Regions from separate parts of the Capra hircus genome. Here region 1 is linked to region 2. A link is a contact called in public Hi-C data. All regions are on one chromosome and are shown on one strand. The core of a region is the stretch at or near the end of the contact, and the rest is flanking DNA. Distances in the headings are between cores, read along the strand shown. Region 1 holds the start of KLF6 (Krueppel-like factor 6). Region 2 has its middle 68 kb from the start of KLF6.

Evidence for each region. A called contact is a pair of places that touch in the nucleus more often than the background predicts.
Region 1: a contact with region 2 is called in a Hi-C map of blood, with 2.4 times the contacts expected there. The contact joins the promoter of KLF6 here to the enhancer-like site in region 2. A contact is called at or near these places in 2 of 5 Hi-C or Micro-C datasets (both in blood).

What each region holds. Positions count from the first base shown.
Region 1 is chr13:44,007,037-44,010,268 of ARS1.2, forward strand. KLF6 (Krueppel-like factor 6) reads left to right here and starts at 1,627. Exons shown (of 5, transcript XM_018057331.1): 1 at 1,627-1,978.
Region 2 is chr13:43,939,510-43,942,538 of ARS1.2, forward strand. No RefSeq gene overlaps it. Among named protein-coding and RNA genes, the nearest start is that of KLF6, 68 kb to the right of the region's middle. Within about 2 kb of position 1,577, at least 1 of the 5 cell types and tissues checked has an H3K27ac peak or open chromatin away from gene starts, as enhancers often do.

The DNA of each region.
Region 1 (3,232 bases), core at 377-2,876, 68 kb after region 2:
GTCTTGGCATTTTGCTAGAAAATGAACATTATGGTATATTTCAGGAGATAATTTATATAGCAAAAAAAAAAAAAAAGACATACATTAAATGTCAGCTCAACATAACTTGAATTGTTTTCACATTCACTAGGGACAAGTCTAGTTGTTAATCTTCATGAGGGTCTCCAAATGGGTCTTGGAATGAGGACTGCTCTGCGGTAGGCGACAAGTACAATGACAATGTCTATATCCCTGTAGACAACAAGCACAGGGACAGTGTCTAGAACCCCCATTTCCCAGACTTCAGTGGCAACAGATTCACCTGGAGAGCTTGATTAAAACACAATGGCCGGGACTCTGTAGGTTTGGGATCAGACCCTGGGTTTCTAAAACATACACAGCTGGTGTGGATGGGGGACCCTACTAAGATCGTTATAGGCTCCCTCTATTTATAACCCCACCTGCCCCAACAAGATGCCCCCTTTTTAAAAATAAAAATGTGTTCGGGAGAATCAAGAGTGTACATAACCCCCTCAAAAGCCAGGAGATCCAACTTGGGTCTTCCAGGCCACTCTGCTCCTGTAGGTTAGGCAGGCAGCGGGGTGAGGATGTGGCACCACCGTGGTCCCCCAGGTAAGTGCCCTGTCCTTGTGAGGGAGGCTTAAGGGGGAAACTCAGATTCATATACAACACAGCCCGGCGACTAGGGCCCTCCTGTCCCTCAGCACACCTGTAGGGCTGGTCAGCCCCCCACTCCGGGGTCACAGGTGCCACCTGGGGACAGAGGGGGATGGAACGGGGAGGGAGGGGGACACAGCGCGGGTGGTGGGTGCAGATGGAAACGGGGCAGGTACAGAGGGATAATGGAGCGAAAAGGAGGGGGGAAAGAGGGTGACGGACGGGGATGGAGACGGGAATCTACAGCTGGGGCAGGAGGGGGCACCGAGAGGGTGGAAGGACGGAGGGGGCACCGAGAGGATGGAAGGACGGAGGGGGATAGAGAACGGCCGGCCAGCCCGAGGTCGGAGCGAGGGACAGAGGAGATCCAGCCGCGCTCCCCTCAGCTCGGCGGAGGGTCAGGGGACCAGGGCCCGGGCGACAGACCCGACGAACGTGGACCAGGGCTGAGGGGACAAGGACGGGGACACGACGACGGGGAAACCAGGGCCGGGCCCGGGCGATCAGCCCGACGGACAGGGACCAGGGCTTCGGGGACGAGGACGGGAAGACCGGGGCCAAGACCGGGACCGGGACCGGGACGAGAAGGGCAGGGACACCGGGTCCCCTCGGCCCGACCGGCTGCGGCGCACGCAGCCTCTCGGCCGCGCACCTCCCAGCTCCGACTCCTCCGGCGCGAGACGGCCCGCGCCTTATATACCCTGCTAAAAATAGCCTGCGAAACCGCCTCCCAATCAGAACCGGCCGAAGTTCGAATTCTGCCAATGGAGAAGGCGGTGATGGAGAGGCTCGGTCACGCCAGGCGGGGCCGCGGTGAGCCGCCGCCCGCGATTGGCCAGAGCTGACATCATCGCCGCGCAGCCCCCGGGCCGGGAGCGGCGTGATTGGGCGGCGCGCGGGGCGGGCGCGGGCGAGTCACGTGGGGAGGCGGCGGCGGGGGGAGCTGGGCGGGGAGGAGGGGAGGCTGGCAGCGGAGCTTTGAATAGGGAAGTTTTGCAGGGGTTACGTTTGCAGTCAGTCCGGTGTTTGCAAATATTGTGCGGGCTCGCGAGCGCGTCTCCGGGCTCCGGCCAGGACCCGAACCCGCGGCGCCTAATCGCTGCGCACTTGAGTTTGCATGAACTTCCCCGGCGCTGCAGGCACGGCCGCCGCGCTCCCGACTGCAGACCGCACGCCTCCCTGTTTTTACAGCAGCGGGGACGGTCTCTTCCAACCCGACATGGATGTGCTCCCAATGTGCAGCATCTTCCAGGAACTCCAGATTGTGCACGAGACTGGTTACTTCTCGGCGCTGCCCTCCCTGGAGGAATATTGGCAACAGGTAAATAAGGATTTTCGTGAGCCAGGTGTCCCGGTGCGCCGAGCATGGAGTGCGTGCATGCACCCGCAGGACGGTGTGTGCTTGGAGGTGCAGTTCTTTTTCTTCTTTTTTTAATGGTTTGGGTAAATTTTTTTAAAAAAATTAAGATAATTATTGTTAAAACGTACTTTTGCCTCCGGCGCAGAAGGCACTTTAAAGGGGCCTTTCAGAGCGTGGAGCGGAGTTGTCATCTGAGTGGGGCGCAGCGGCGCCGGGCGCTCCCCGTGTTCTTGCTGTTTTCTGGGGCTGCTGAACCGTCTTCCCGAGCGTAGACCCAGCTCCGCGGCCTGATCTCGGCCCCAGCCCTTGGCAGAAGTTTGGTGCTTGTTCCAGCTCCAGGCTCTCCACAGCTGGACCTGGTCATATGAACCCGCATGTACTGCCAAGGCTATTTTTTCTTCTTCTTCTTTTTTTTTTTTTTAGGGATTTTGTTTTCGTTTTGCCTTTTTGGTGTTTGTACATACAGGTTTTTCTTTCTTTTTTTACTTAAGAGTTTCACCAGCGAAACACCCACAAGCTCCTTTTCTCTACCAGGCCATTTTTAGTTTCTTTACCTTGGGAATCCTTAAGATTTGCCTCCATCTGCCTTGTTTTTCTTACCTGCTTCTTTTGTTGACCAGAAAAAAAAAGGGGGAGGGGGAACCAATGTTTGCACAACCAGTGACTTATCAGTCATATGACAATGAGCCTGTCCGAATTGCTTCTAGTCTCAGTTTGGGAAGAGGAGTCTGTTTCCGGCATTTTTTAGTGGAATTGGAATTTGGGGCATTGGACATTTGAAAAACTCAATTTTCCCCCCTTCTCCTGCGTTAGGATTGCCTGAAAGGAGAGAGATTCTGACACTTGTCCCATTGTCTTTAAAAGATAGGAGGGTTTGGGGTTGTCTCTGCCCTACTAGGCTGATTGCTTTTTGTCACAAAGTGAATTAGCAGATCGCACATATTCTGTGGGTTTCAAAGCTTAGAAGGCTTTTAAGGGGGATGAAATGCAAAGTGGAACAACCTTCACATGCCTGCCTCATTGTTCACAGCCCTCCCTTCCCTCTCCCCTCCCAGCTTTTCCTACTAAAGAAGCTTCCTAGGATGTGATTGAAATCGATCTAAGTAGTTTCCTTGGGCATTTGGGATTTGGGCCACAAGCCAGGCTGAGCTCTGGGTTGCCTTCAGAGGCTTTTAAACTCTCCCCAAGAGCTTCATTCTGGTCCCCAGTGCTCCT
Region 2 (3,029 bases), core at 327-2,826:
ATAACTGTTGTGACCTCACGTGCCCCTCACCATGCGAGGATGACACCATTGTCACCCACATTTTTTACATACTAGTTTATCATTGACAATCAAGGAATTTTCCATGGTAAGCAAGCACTATTGGAAAACTGGCTACCTCATTTTCCAAAGGAAACTGATTTTGTTATAATTCTATTGCTATTTTTGAGGAGGGCAAGTAGACTCATTGTGATTCACTATGAGGTTGGTGCCAGTGGAGTGAATGTATTTAATACAAATAAAAATGAAAATAATCTTATGTTTGCATGGACTTATTAGAAACTGCTATCCCTTTGATTCTTGGAAGCTTATACAATCCTCGACAATGAGATCATAAGTAAAGAAAACCCAAGTGACAAAATCCCCTAGAAAGCCCTGGATTCTCTTTTAGACCGTTCAAATACAATTTCCTTTTAAAATATCTCAGAAAAGAGCAAGTTGCCATTCAAAGGTTTCCATGAAAGAAACACTGCTATTAAGATATAACCATTAAAACACCAACAAGTTTCAGAAGTATAAGAGAACAGAAAACCAAGCACAGTTTCATCTGAGAAAACCTAACTGGATTTGTTATGCTGTCTACATAACAAAAGGAAATGAAAACATACTTTCTTAGAGAATTCCAAAACATTCAGTATATTGTATTTTCTGATAATTATGATATACAGCCAGAATCTCTAGTTGTTTGTAGATGAGTCATTGAACTTCTAGTTGGCATATTAAACTATTTCTGATGATCAGTTCAAATTCTATTACACATTTTTCCTAATACAACTGAATCACTTTGATCCTTGGACTCATTGCTGTTCATTCATTAAGGCGTGTCTGACTCTTTTTGAACCCATGGACTGCAGCACACCAGGCTTCCCTGTCCTTCACTATCTCCCAGAGTTTGCTCAAACTCATGTCCATTGAGTCAGTGATGCCATCCTACCATCTCATCCTCTGTCTCCCCCTTCTCCTCCTGCCCTCAATCATAGGAGAGTCAAATCAGCTGATTTGAATAGATGCTCTTCTGCATCTTTCCGGATTTGTCCTGTATCCAAAAGGAAGAGGAGTACCACATTTGGTCTCTGAGACGGACCCAAGAGATTTCAGCCAGCCCAGTCTCTCCATCTCACAAAGAAGTCATGTGCTATGTGTGTGCTACGTCACTGCAGTCATGTCAGACTCTTTGTGACTCTACAGACTGTAGCCTGCCAGGCTCCTCTGTCCATGGGATTTTCCAAACAACAATATTGGAGTGGATCACCATGCGTTCCTCCAGGGGATTTTCCTGATCCAAGGATCAAACCCACAAGGAGGCCAAGTTCAGCGAAACTGGATGGTCTGGATCTTGTATTAGAACAGGAACCCCAAATACATCAAGGTAGTTTGGGCACCCACTCTTACAAGAACTGGCCCCTAATTGGGGTCTTAATAAATCTGAGGAAAACTCTGATTTGGGGACTGTAGTTCTTTCTCATTAAAATGTGGTCCCTGGACCAGCGCCTTTGGCATTACCCAAGAATTTGTCAGCCACACAGAAACGCAGTCCCCACGCAGACTTGTGAACCCAAATCCACGTCTCAGCAAGGTCCTGGGAACTTGTTTGTACACGAGAGGCTGAGAAACACTGGTGAAACCACACTTCAAGGGTGGCGAGGAAGAAAGGACCTCTTCTCAGGGGCTTTCCACATAACAAGGCTGCTGCCTGTGGGGGCATCTTTGGGAGGTCTGAACGCCAACTTCCCCTGGACTGAAGAGTTAAAGCTGCCTGCTGCAAGAGGGCAGGAGCCAGCCCAGTGAAAGCTGAAGAAGCTTGATCAGGGCAGAATGTCCACAGACACATCTCCTTGCAGCACTACAGGGGAATAGGGCTCTTTTTGACCCCAAATTCTAAATTATCAAAAAAAAAAAAGAGGAAATGTCAGTAAATCACAATGACCACCTCTTAGCCTAGTCACCATCTTGCTTGTTTGTATCTCCAACCTCCCAACAATGCTGCACACTGGGTATTATTTTCCTGATTTTATAGATGAGGAAACAGAGGCTCAGAGGAGTTGAAATCACAGGCTTCAAATCCTGCAGCTTGGATGTCGGAGCTGAGTTGGGCTAGCTCGGAGTCTGGCCACCCCCAGCTCTCCACCCAGGGTGCAGTGAGTCTCAAGTTCGACATCAGCTTCTGTCATTATTAGGGGCTTTCCAGGGGGCTCAGATGGTAAAGAATCTGCCTGCAATGCTGGAGACCTGTGTTTGCTTCCTGGGTTGGGAAGATCCCCTGGAGAAGGGAATGGCAACCCACTCCAGTGTTCTTGTCTGGAGAATCCCAAGGACAGAGAAATCTGGGGGGCTACAGTCCATGGGGTCATAGAGAGTTGGACAGGACTGAATCGACTAATACTTCTCTGTCATTATGGATGACACATTTCCACACAAGGGAGCAAACCAACTCAACTTTGCAAATGACTAGATTATACCCCTATCTCAGGACCCTTCCTGCTAAAATTGAGATGGCTTAATTAGGTCCCATTCGTTTATTTTTGTTTTTAGTTTCATTATTCTACGAGGAGGGTCAAAAAAGATCTTGCTGCGATTCATGTCAAAGACCTTTCTTCCTCTGTTTTCCTCTTAAGCTTTTATAATATCTGGACTTACATTTAGACGTAGGTACCCTGCCACGTGTAAAACAGACAGCTAGTGGGAAGCGGCTGTTTCAGGGAGCCCAGCTCGCGGCTCTGTGATGACCTGGAGGGGTGGGCTGGGCTGGGAGTGGGAGGGAGGCTCCAGAGGGAGGGGTACAGGTATACTTAGAGTTGATTCCCTTTCTTGTACAGCAGGAACTAACACAATACTGTAAAGCAACTCCACCCCAATTTAAAAAATCTTTTTAGATTGAGATGGGAACTCATTTAAATGTGTTCTTCAAGGAAGACATATTCAAAAGGAGAGTGAAGAGCAGGCTTCTGAAACACCGTGCTAAATGAGGCAGAGCTCAGAGCACTAAGATGCAGACGTGTGCAGCCCAGCAG